Linked DNA regions of Zea mays: region 1 is linked to region 2. A link is a contact called in public Hi-C data. All regions are on one chromosome and are shown on one strand. Each heading gives the region's core, a stretch centred on a gene start, on an enhancer-like site or on the middle of the called end of the contact. The rest is flanking DNA. Distances are from core to core; before and after follow the strand shown. Region 1 holds the start of LOC100272416 (phospholipase D family protein). Region 2 holds the start of LOC100281351 (ligatin).

The links. Hi-C and Micro-C count contacts between places; a contact is called where the count stands out from the background.
Region 1: a contact with region 2 is called in a Hi-C map of tassel, with 3 times the contacts expected there. The contact joins the promoter of LOC100272416 here to the promoter of LOC100281351 in region 2. A contact is called at or near these places in 5 of 25 Hi-C or Micro-C datasets (ear, leaf and tassel).

Annotation. Positions count from the first base shown.
Region 1 is chr8:34,780,679-34,786,741 of Zm-B73-REFERENCE-NAM-5.0, reverse strand. LOC100272416 (phospholipase D family protein) reads right to left here and starts at 3,003. Exons shown (of 20, transcript NM_001350737.1): 1 at 2,160-3,003; 2 at 576-677; 3 at 1-110. The coding sequence starts at 2,393.
Region 2 is chr8:34,593,196-34,599,450 of Zm-B73-REFERENCE-NAM-5.0, reverse strand. It overlaps LOC100281351 (ligatin), which reads right to left and starts at 3,610. Exons shown (of 8, transcript NM_001154269.1): 1 at 3,454-3,610; 2 at 1,280-1,361; 3 at 1,114-1,181; 4 at 811-908; 5 at 486-622; 6 at 129-196. The coding sequence starts at 3,464.

The DNA of each region.
Region 1 (6,063 bases), core at 1,754-4,253, 190 kb before region 2:
ACAGAGTTTTCGTCATGCTGTGAAGGAACATGCACATCATCGGCTTCATCATCATCATGTACAACTGGCACATGCTCCCCTATCCCCAAATTTTGAAGCCATTCTTTGACCTTTAATTAAACAAAGGAGATTAGTTCAGTTCTACATGACTGGAAATGAAGCTTCCGCACAAAACAAATATACTGTGTCAAGAAGAGTTGACAGTCAAATAAAGGGATAGAATCAGGTTGATCAGCAAAATCACTCACTTAGAAGGCATACTTGCATTGTGCAGCTACATTAGGGTATAGAACCCCCAAACAGATCTCAAAGTAATATGCATGTGTTGGCCCAAGCAAGTGAAAATGACAGAAAATACAGTGAAATGCAAAATGTAATGAGAAGCACCTCCTAGATGCAGATGATGGTTATAAACTAAATAGTTTTGTGATTTTGTCAAGAAAAAAAAAGGCGCAAAAGTTCTTCCACAACGACATATATTTGCATTGTGATGTAACCAGTGTGTTTAGTGGTTAACCAGAAAGAATAGGTATATTCAAGCATGGCTCAAAATAATCATAGATTATGTAACCAACCTGTTCTTGTTTCTCATGGAATTCTTCAAGAAATGCACGTCTCTTCAATGCAAAATGTAGATATAGCACTTGTGAGGCCTTCTTATATAGAAGCCACCTAAACTGAGAGAAGTAGTGAACATTATTTAATGGATTTCAGAGTTCGTATTTTGGGGAAACGTAGAGGCTAAGAATGCAATAAATGAATGTTAGCCAAAGCAACCTCAAATATTCCAGTGGAATCATGTTTTTATAGTATCCATCAACAAGACAAGCAATGTGCCATGCATAATCAACTGATGCAAGTTGTACTGTTTATTGTGCCTTGGCTCGATGCCAAACGACACACGGAGCTATATCATTGTTGTTTCAGAAAAATGGCATGATGATATATCAATCTTTTCCATGGTTGATTGGTTCAGAAAGCAGCACCCCAGTTCACATTTTGTTCTGTGTGTCCACCCAACTACTTCAGCAGTTCAGCCAGCCATCCAATAGACCAATACCATCACACTGAATGCCTCATATATTTGCCACCAAATTATAGCCTAATATTACCCAAAAAAACGAAAGTTGACTCCCTTTAAATGCAAAAGACATAAAATGAACTACCTGAACTCCATCTAAGCATATAATCCTGTTTCCCAGCACATACAAAGCACCACGTATAAGAAATTTCTAGTGGCAGCTTATTTTATCAAAATTATAGGTCACCCTTTTCTCTAAACTAGCATATAGCCCGTGCTAACGCTACGATCTCGGGGAGGGGAAGGGGCGACGGCGGAGACGCGAGGGGAGGGGCTGACGGCGGCGCCATGAGTGAGGGGGAGGCTGGGGGCGGCGGGGGAGGGGGAGACTGGGGGCGGCGGGGGAGGGGGGAATGAGAGATGAGTTTGCAAAGTTTGAACTGGCGGATTTTATAGAAGAAGTTTAATGATAATGGGCCATACAAACTCTAATCTCATATACTAAGTATTAAATGGTATACAATTACAATGATCACCTACCCCAGCAAAACAACCCAGAAAATAGAGTTTTGAAGGAGTAAAAAGAAGCTCAAATTGCCTAAAGGACGTCAAAACACTTAACATTGATAGAGGCGTAATGTAGCCAGCAGCAAAGACCAAAGAGTTCACCTGCCTTTTGCATCGAATGGAAAATGGCAGACGGAACTCATGCAATCATTGATTCAGGCACTGACAATATTGCAACCCAAAGCACATAAGAGGTATCATTTTTCTCCATAGTAAGCACAAAAAGGTTTTGTGAAAAAGGAATAGGAATACAACAAAAAGCTACCTAGTTATAAGTCACTTCCATATTCGCATCCACATCAGAGCAGCAGGCCCGAATTGAACCACAACCCACTCACAGAACCCGAATCGAACGAGCAACTCAGTTCCCGGCACCTCAAGCGATAATCGAAGCTTGAGATCACCTAGAAAAATGTAACCAGAACCTATCGGGAAACAAATCACCCAGACGCCCAATTCACGCAGCAATTCTATACCGCCAAATGCCAGGCACTACTACGCTGACCGCCCAACGAGAAGAGCTAGGCCAGACGAATCCGGAGGTGGGAAGAGGCGGCGCCCGGGGACGGACCTGCTTGTAGTGGACCTCGATGGTGTAGGAGAGCAGCATGGGCGTGATGTCCCCGGCGTCAGGGCGCGAGACCTGGACGATCCTGGCCCGCGGCAGCTCGTCGAACACCCGCACCGACTCCGGCAGGCGGAACGACGCCGACGACGCGGCGGCCAACCCCTCCGGCTCGGGCGGCTCCGGAGGCATCCTGACGTACCTGTGGCCACCGTGCTCCTGCTCCTCCTCGCCGGTCATAGATTCCTCGGGGGGATTTATATGGATGGTTTGTTTTGGCGTTTGGGAGTGCGGGCGAGACACGAAGCGGAAGCCGAAGGGGAGGAGCGGTTCGAGGAACGAAGGAAAGGGGCGGTGAGCTGGACTGCCGCGCCGTGGCAGGAAAAGGGTAAACGATCAGGTGGGATGTGCTTCCTGCCAAATTTGGGGTGCTTTTGCCTTTTCCTCGCCCTAATGATCTTGAAATTTTTAGGCACCGTTGAGCAAAGGTTGCACGCCAGACTAGTGTTTGGTTGAGCGAAGGTTGCACGCCAAATTTTGAGCCACTGTTGAGAGGCCGCGCTGGAACAGCCGCGCGCGAGTCGGAGCTCCACGGCCGCGCGCCTCGAGCACGCGGAAGCGGCGCTCGTCGGCCGCGTGCCTCGTCGGGCCGCGCGTCTCAAGCATGCGGAGGCGGCGCTCGTCGACCGCGCGTCTCGACGACGCGGGAACAGCCACGCGCGAAGCGGACCTCGACGACGCGGAGCCGGCTCTACTTCGGCTTCAACTCCGACGACGATGGCGTGCTCCCCTCCCCTCCGAGCTCGCGACGAGGAGGCCGATCTGGCGAAAGTTCCCACACTGCCGTGACGGTCGTCGGTTGTTGTGCCTGTGCTGGGAGCTCAGCTTACCCGTACATTTGTGAAAATAATTGGAATTTTGCCAATATGTCCATAAATTATAGGTTCATCTATGTTTATAAAATATGGGTGTGATGAAAATTTTACGAATGAAATCGTTGTAACGGCAAATTTCTGATTCTCTCAGTGTATATTCAGTTCGGGAAACTTTAAGGGCCACCGTTGGAGAAAGATTAATGATCTTCTTTAGAACAAGGTTAATAATATAGGCTAGAGTGGGCTATGTTGTCATGTCACGTATAATCAATTAAAATTGACTAAAAGTTTAGTTAAATGATAACTCTCTAATTATACAAGTTGTATATTTAATACCGAGTCCACCTCTTTCTCTCTAGAAATCGTTCAGCTATTTACAAGTAAGCAATATACTTTCAACTGGCTATTAATGAACAGACCACTTTCTTTCTCTCCATTTCTCTTTTTTCTTGTTACCACAAATTTAGCATGACATCTCTTACGATCAACCTATGTTAACTTATTTACTTGCTCTTATGTCTTATTTTGATGGTTAGCGCGGCGAAGAAATATAGTACTCTAGAATGACACTTTGGCATGACAAAGTGCTATGTCATGCTGCTTCAGGCCATTGCGGGCTATATCTACACTCACATCAGAGTATTGACCAGTTTATATCTACTATTGTTGGTATTTATCTATAGCAACACTTGAGTGCACAATATTACCATTAGTCCACAGCCACCTCAGTACCACATTAAACGTTTCAGTCAAGAAAAACTCATCAAACACATAAATATGTAGTTCATAAAGAGAAATTGAAAGGGAAATGTGCCCTTGGGCCATTTCTAAGTATTTTGGTGATTGAGTGCCAACACAAGTGCTTAAATGTGAATTTATGCTCATGGATGGACAAAGTGCAAATCAAGAGTAAAGGTATGTTTCTAAGCCTTAGTACATTGGTTTTGTGTACTAATATACTTGTCTAAGTGTTAGAAACAGAAAGAAGAAGAAAAGAAAAGAGGTGAAAAAGGCTTAGCTGTGTACAGCCAAGACTCAGCTCAGTCTGGCACACCGGACTGTCCGGTGGTGCACCGGACAGTGTCCGGTGCGCCAGGCTGACTCGGCGTGAAGTGGCCGCTCTCGAGAATTCGCCGACGGCGTACGGCTAAAATTCACCGGACTGTCCGGTGTGCACCGGACTGTCCGGTGAGCCAACGGTCGGCCGGGCCAACGGTCGGCCGCGGAATCTGCGCGCGACACGTGGCCGGGCCAACGGTCGGAAGGGGGCACCGGACTGTCCGGTGCGCCAACGGCTCCTAGATCTGCAACGGTCGGCCGCGCCATTTTAGGAGGGAAACCGGGCACCGGACAGTCCGGTGCACCCGACGACAGAAGGCAAGATTGGCCTTCCAGATTTGCTCTCAACGGCTCCTAGCTGCCTTGGGGCTATAAAAGGGACCCCTAGGCGCATGGAGGAGTACACCAAGCAACCTTAGAGCATTCTTGATCATCCACACTCAGTCTTTGCGCATTCGTTTGTCATTCTCAGTGATTCGAGCTCCGTTCTAGTGAGAACTTTGAGATAGTCTTTTGAGCTCGATTCTTGGCCGTGTGTGTGCGCATTTTGCTGTGGATTTGTGTGTGTTGCTTCTCACCCTTACTCCGTGCTTCTTTGTGAACTTCAATTGTAAGGGCAAGAGACTCCAAGTTGTGGAGATTCCTTGGAAACGGGAAAAGATTAAAGTAAAGAAGAACACTGTGGTATTCAAGTTGATCATTGGATCACTTGAGAGGAGTTGAGTGCAACTCTCGTCCGTTGGGACGCCACAACGTGGAGTAGGCAAGTTTTGTACTTGGCCGAACCACGGGATAACCACCGTGCCATCTCTGTGATTGATTTCTTGTGGTTATTGTGTTTTGACTCCTCTCTAGCCACTTGGCAATTATTGTGCTAACGATTAACCAAGTTTTTGTGGCGTAAGTTTTCAAGTTTCACAGGATCACCTATTCACCCCCCCCCCCCTCTAGGTGCTCTCAATTGGTATCAGAGCCATTCTCTTCAAGAAGGGACTAATCGCCCGAAGAGATGGATCCTAAGGGGAAGGGAATTGTGATCAACGACAAGGAGAAGGAGTCCTTCGTCAACGAGCCGAAGGATAACAAGCCTACTGACTCGGGCTCGGGCCACAAGCGCAAAGATGGGAAGAAGAAGAAGACAAGGCGCATCAAGGAGATCGTCTACTACGACGATAGCGATGAGTCTACTTCTTCCCAAAAGGACGACGACAACGACTATAGGAAGACGGTCAATTCGAACTTTTCATTTGATTATTCTCGTATTCCACATAGTTCGAATTCGCATTTGCTTTCCATTCCTCTTGGCAAACCTCCACACTTCGATGGGGAGGACTACGGATTTTGGAGTCACAAAATGCGTAGTCACTTATTCTCTCTCCATCCAAGCATATGGGAGATTGTAGAGAATGGAATGAAATTTGATAGCTCGGATAGCCCTATGCTTATAAATGAACAAATCCATAGAAATGCACAAGCTACTACTGTTCTATTAGCATCTTTGTGCAGGGAAGAGTACAATAAGGTGAGCGGCTTGGACAATGCCAAGCAGATATGGGACACCCTCAAGATCTCTCATGAGGGGAACGACATCACCATGCTCACTAAAATGGAGTTGGTGGAGGGCGAGCTCGGACGATTCGCAATGATAAGGGGAGAGGAGCCAACCCAAACTTACAACCGGCTCAAGACCCTTATCAACAAAATAAGGAGTTACGGAAGCACGCGATGGACGGACCACGACGTCGTCCGCCTAATGCTAAGGTCCTTTACCGTTCTTGATCCTCATCTCGTAAACAATATTCGTGAGAATCCCAGGTACACGACGATGACGCCCGAGGAGGTACTCGGAAAATTCGTAAGCGGGTGGATGATGATCAAGGAGGCAAGATACGTCGACGACGCTCTAAACGGTCCAATCAATGAGCCTCAACCTCTTGCTCTCAAGGCAACAAGAAGCAAGGAGATGCTACCTAGCA
Region 2 (6,255 bases), core at 2,361-4,860:
CATTAGGGGAAAAACTGATGGACACTCAAAAAGAGTGCGGAGACGAGCATGAGTGCAGGCTTTGTGCTTGGAGTATTACTTCGAGACTTGAGTGCCAATATTAATCAATACTTCAGAGTGAAACTTACATGTCTTTTGCTGACATCTTTGTATATCCAATTGCCAGGGCGTGTTGTTTTCCTTCAGCCATTATAGCCTGGAAAAACATATTTAAACAGAGAAGATGAGAGTGACAGCAGACATGTCCAAGGCAAGAACAAGCTTGGTAAAAACATTATCATTAACTATGGTGCATAACTAAACCATACAGATGCGATGAAGAATATCTCGGTAGTCGGTATGGAAAAGTGTATACTCTTCAATTGCAGAATGCAGATGCACACTAAGGTATACAATTTTTTGGTTGCAGACTACTTACTGAAGTAGATATTGAACATTCAGTATCTGTAACATATGACCTAGAGAATTTAGCATAAGCCATTTACCACTGGTGTTTCCTCCTCGACTTCGTCGTCTAAGGCACCACCAGGTGAAGTCAACCCAGGACACATTATGTTTGCGCCAGATAGAACAAATTTGATAGCACCTCTATCCACTTGGAACTTTTTCATGATATCAGGATCTGATCAAATGCAAGCACAGTTTTCATACTAGTTAATATGCTCCAACAAATCAATTTTAACAATGACACAGCCCGAATAGATGTATGACAAACTGAAAAAGGATGATCCCTAAATTTGTTTCGCACATCATGCTATACATCTTGAAAAATAGGGTGCATAGATAGAAAATTTGGAAGGAAGAAATTACACTGATGAAGAAGACGCAGGGTTGGCATGTAAGGACCATCACGTATATTGAAAAATAGAGGAACATTATTCACCACTACAAGATTAAGATGATTTTGGCTGCAGGAAGAAAGGAATAAACTGTTATCAGTGAACTTCATAGAACACACAAGTATGTTTAATCTGTTTAATATTATTTCACCAAAACAGTACAAATACGTTTTAAGAGAAAAAAATTCAAAACAATTTCAGGTAAGCAACATTATGACAAAAAAAAACATAATGTCTGGCAGCAAACATGCCAAACAAGAAAAAAACTACTAACCATTTAACAACAATCATAGGTGACTTTTTTGGGAGCAAGTCATCTAGCAAAGGTTCAAGGCTGGGGTACTGCAATGGAGTTAATTTTAGTAAGCTAGGCAGAAGATTCTGTAATTGAAAGGGAAAATGAATAGAAATCCAAGTAGATTTCTTTGTAATGACAAAACCTCATCAGCGATACTTTGCCGAATCTTTCGTTGTACAGAAGCCTTAACTTGATTCTGTCCAGATATATCTTCTGAAGAGAACCTGGAGATGTAAAATATCAAAAGACTAAGTCCATGTTAAAACTGACAAAGATTGGCAACAAACGATAAAAAAGCCTCGCCTAGATGATTGTAAGTCGCCTGGTCGATCCATGGGACCAACCAGGCGACTAATCAAGATTAAGCGACGACCAGGGCGACTAGTCGGTCCCTGGTTGTCCTAGACCTTTTAGACTAGTGGTTATACTTCAGCAAACAGCCTACTTGAAGCCTACAATAATCTAAACCAAATCATCATCCAAATGGAAGCCTGCATCAGCAACTTCAGCAGATCCAAATTCATCATCATTGTCCTCATCCATTTCATCTGTTGCATCACCTTTAGACTATTGGGTTGTGTCCCTTTGTCGCTTTCTAGACCAAGAATATGGCTAGAAACTGCAGCAGCACGAGGCAAGTTACAGCCCCTTAGACCCTCTGCTGCACCAACAACTTCATCCACATTGGCCCAAGTAATATCAGCAAAAACCCTAAATGTTTGGCGACCAGGAACTACAAGTCGGACGACTAATCGCCCTAATCGGCGACTAGTCGGACGATTAGGACGACTAGACAAGCTAATCGAGTCATCCGGCTAATCGAGTATAAACAGGCGACTAGCCCGATTAATCGGGCTTAGTCGGACGACTTGCAATCACTGGCCTAGAGTTCAACCACTTTGCAGTCCATGATCCGTTTTGTATCTGATAGTCATAAGGTAATCAACAATGTTTTATATCATGATTTTAAACCAGAAAAAAATACATGTATAATTTCCAAGTTAAGATCACTACTCATGGGTCAACTAATAATAATGTCATATCTGCTGATTGTTCTTGATGGAAACTTCCACCATTCAAGAAACCATCAATGTCATATGCTTACAACAATCTAGAATGAATTCTAGTATAGAGCACAGAAGACACAAGTCAGTTACTTCACTTACTTAGTATAATCATACATTATTAATGGTTCTGGTAAAATATAAACAATCCAGAAAAGAAGTGACATTACAACAGCAATTTAGCACTCTTGTTGATCAAACTCAAACACTAATGAGGCCACACTTCTAATTTGAGTCCTTAATTAAACTACAGTGTAAATTGGTTCTTGTGAAATTTACCTGCAGTCTTGTCACCAGTGATGTTATAAAACATGACATACTACAAGCATCTTAATTCTTAATAGAGATGTAGGGAAATTATACCTGCACTAATCCTAAAAGATGTTAAAAAATCTTGGAAAAAAATTTGGCTGGCCAAATTATGATACCGCCAATATGGAAACAAACCAGGCAAGCCTTGACATTAAAGCTAATAACTTTTAGAAAATTCAAAATGCACATATAAAATATCACAGTCAAGATTTTCACAAAGTATATAGTTCAGTGAAGCTATTGCACTAATAAATACACTAAAAATCATTTTGAGAAGTAAACAACTTCTTAGTGAAAGGGTTTAACAAAGAAAAACGATTGTAGTGTCAAGTTTTGCTGCATTTATTATTTTGATGAAACAAGTCAGTTTGGGTCTTAGGAGATGCCTTGCTACCAAAGCATGAACGTTTTAGCTGGCTCGAATGAGGGTACCAAGGTAAAACACTAAAACAAGCCATGCACTTTGAGGGAAAACATGAAACATTCGCACACGGCACACCTCAACATCCAGAAACACCAACTGCACAACGGCAGCATCTAACCACAACCGCACCCTAGTGCCATAAGTTCATAACGCCCTTGCCAGCCAGTTGATGCAACATCCAGCAGCTTCAGCACATCGCAACTCATGTATCAAGAGCTCAATGCCCAATACCATTATCACATCTTCTCCCATAAAGCCCCGTACTTTGTTTGAGAGAAACTAAGAGGCCAAAAGCTGATCGTTTTCCAGATCCCGAACCCAGCTAAAATAAAAGATAAAAACACGGTCCCGAATTACGCATGGTGGTTCCAGAGTAATTAGCTGTGCCAAATCGTAACCGAGAGAACCAGATCGGTGAACGCAGCGGACGGCAACGACAGATCGAATTACTGAGCCCGGAAATCGGAAAGGAGTTACAGGTAAAAGAGATACGGAAGGGGAGAAGAGAGGACTCACTTCTTAAACATGGCGCACGCCAAACGAACTTTTACCTCCCCTTGCTCGACGTCGTACTGAAGCGGACGGGCGGCGGCGGCGGCGGCGGCGGGCGATAGGAAGAGGGGATGAGAGGCCGATTGCGCGCGGTGCTGAAACGGAAGGAAGACGCAGCTCCGGGTCTTCTTCCTCTGCGTCCCGGCTGGGCTTTATTGGACCCAATTGTGCTGTGAGCAGCCCAAATATCACACTGGATCAGGATCTGTCAACGGAGCCAATCCCGGCTTGTCTGGATACCATGTACGGGATGTTATTCTGGACTCACTATGGTTTATACTATGGGTTCCATATGGTTTTGTTGTTTATATCTATGGAAGTACCTTATTCATGCATTTACTTTCCTTGTTAGTTGGGTTAACTACTCTAAATTCTTGATAAAGGCTTAGTAAGCTAGTCTCTCATGGTTACAGGATGTGACCTCTTTTAAGGTTACCAAACAAGTTTTGAAGAAGTTCTTTTATGTTGGGTTCCTAAGGAGAACTCAAAATGAGTTTGACCTCAAGGTAAAGAAAATCAGGAGCGACAATGGATCTGAATTCAAGAATCTTCAAGTAGAGAAGTTTCTTGAGAAAGAAGGCATCAAGCATGAGTTCTCTACTCCCTACACACCAAAGTAAAATGGTGTAGCAGAGTGGAAGAACAGGACACTCATCGATATGGCTAGAACAATGCTTAGAGAGTACAAGACATCTGAGCGGTTTTGGTCAAAAGCCGTAAATACAGCTTGCCATGCCATAAACTGGCTCTATCTTCATCGCCTCCTCAAGAAGACGTCTTACGGGCTTCTAACCAGTAACAAACCCAATGTTTCATACTTTCGTGTATTTGGGAGCAAATGCTACATTTTGGTTAAGAAAGGTAGGCATTTAAAATTTGCTCCAAAGCTGTAGAAGGGTTTTTACTAGGTTATGATTCAAATACAAAGGCATTTAGGGTCTTCAACAAATCGTCGGGTTTAGTTGAAATCTCTAGTGACGTTGTATTTGATGAGACTAATGGCTCTCCAAGAGAGCAAGTTGATCTTGATGATGTAGATGAGGATGAAATTCCAACGGTCCCGTTGAGAACTATGGCAATAGGTGATGTGCGATCAAGATCAACCATCCTCCTCCACATTGGTGCAACCCCAACTCAAGATGAGGAACAGGTATCTCAAGATGCAGGCATGAATCAAGGGAGAGCACATGAAGAAAAGGATAAAGAGGAAGAAGTACAACAGGCACCTCCAACTCAAGTTTGGGTCACCATTCAAAGGAATCATCTAGTGGATCAGATTCTGGGTGACATCAGTAAGGGAGTAACCACTCGTTCACATTTAGCTAATTTCTATGAACATTACTCTTTTGTTTCTTCTATTAAGTCTTTCAGGGTAGAAGAAGCCTTGCAGGATTCAGACTGGGTGTTGGCCATGTAGGAAGAGCTCAATAACTTCAAGAGAAATGAAGTATGGAGTCTGGTGCCACGTCTAAAGCAAAATGTTGTGGGAACCAAGTGGGTGTTCCGCAACAAGCAAGATGAGCACGGGGTGGTGACAAGGAACAAGGCTCGACTTGTGGTAAAAGGTTATGCCCAAGTCGCAGGTTTGGATTTTGAGGAGACTTTTACTCTTGTAGCTAGGCTCGAGTCAATACGCATATTATTGGCCTATGTTGCTCACCACTCGTTTAAGTTGTTTCAAATGGACGTGAAGAGCGCCTTCCACAATGGACCAATCAAGGAGGAAGTGTACGTGGAACAACCCCCTGGCTTTGAGGATGATAGGTATCCCGATCATGTGTATAAGCTCTCTAAGGCACTCTATGGACTTAAGCAAGCTCCAAGAGCATGGTATGAATGCCTTAGAGACTTTCTCATTTCTAATGCTTTCAAGGTCGGGAAAGTAGATCCTACTCTTTTTACTAAGACTTATAATTGTGATTTGTTTGTATGCCAAATATATGTCGATGACATAATATTTGGTTATAATAATCAAAAGTCTTGTGAAGAGTTTAGCAGGGTAATGATGCAGAAATTTGAAATGTCGATGATGGGTGATGTCACACCCGATTTTGGAAGGCAAACCGAATGCGAACCATGCACGTGCCAGGATCAAAAACTCACGTACACAACGATTACATAGTTGAACATCATCACACATTGCTCAAAATAATAGCAGAAATAGTACTTTATTACATCAAGATGTCCAAGACATCCACAGAGTCATTAACTTGACATAGTCATTAACATAATCAAAGTGCGGATAGAGAACATAGAATGATAAGGCCTTCACAGGCAGCTGACTGGGGGTTTGCCACTAAACACAACTAGAACTCCTAAAAGTCTTCTGTGTTGCCTTCATCTCCTCCTGAGCACTGATTACAATGGGGACAACCTGGAGGTTAGGGGTTTTTAAAGCAAGGGTGAGTACACATCAACATACTCGACAAATGTCCCGTTTGGCTAAAGTGGACTAACTGTATGTGGGGTTAAGGTTAAAGCAGTTGCTTTTAGTTGGTCTGGTATTTATTACTTGTAGAAAGCCAAGTTTTAGTAATAAACCCAAATTATTACTCACGAGTACTCCCTCCAAGAGGAAATACCAGAGACCATAGTTATAATCATCACCATTAACCATCATCATAAAAGTATCCAAAGTTATTCTAATCAAAGAGTATCCCAAGGCTGCTCTTAACTGTAAGCACGACTGATATAACAGTTTCTAACACTCTGCAGAGGTTGCACACTTTACCCATGAGTCGTAATCCATTTTTGCCTCGGGTCGAT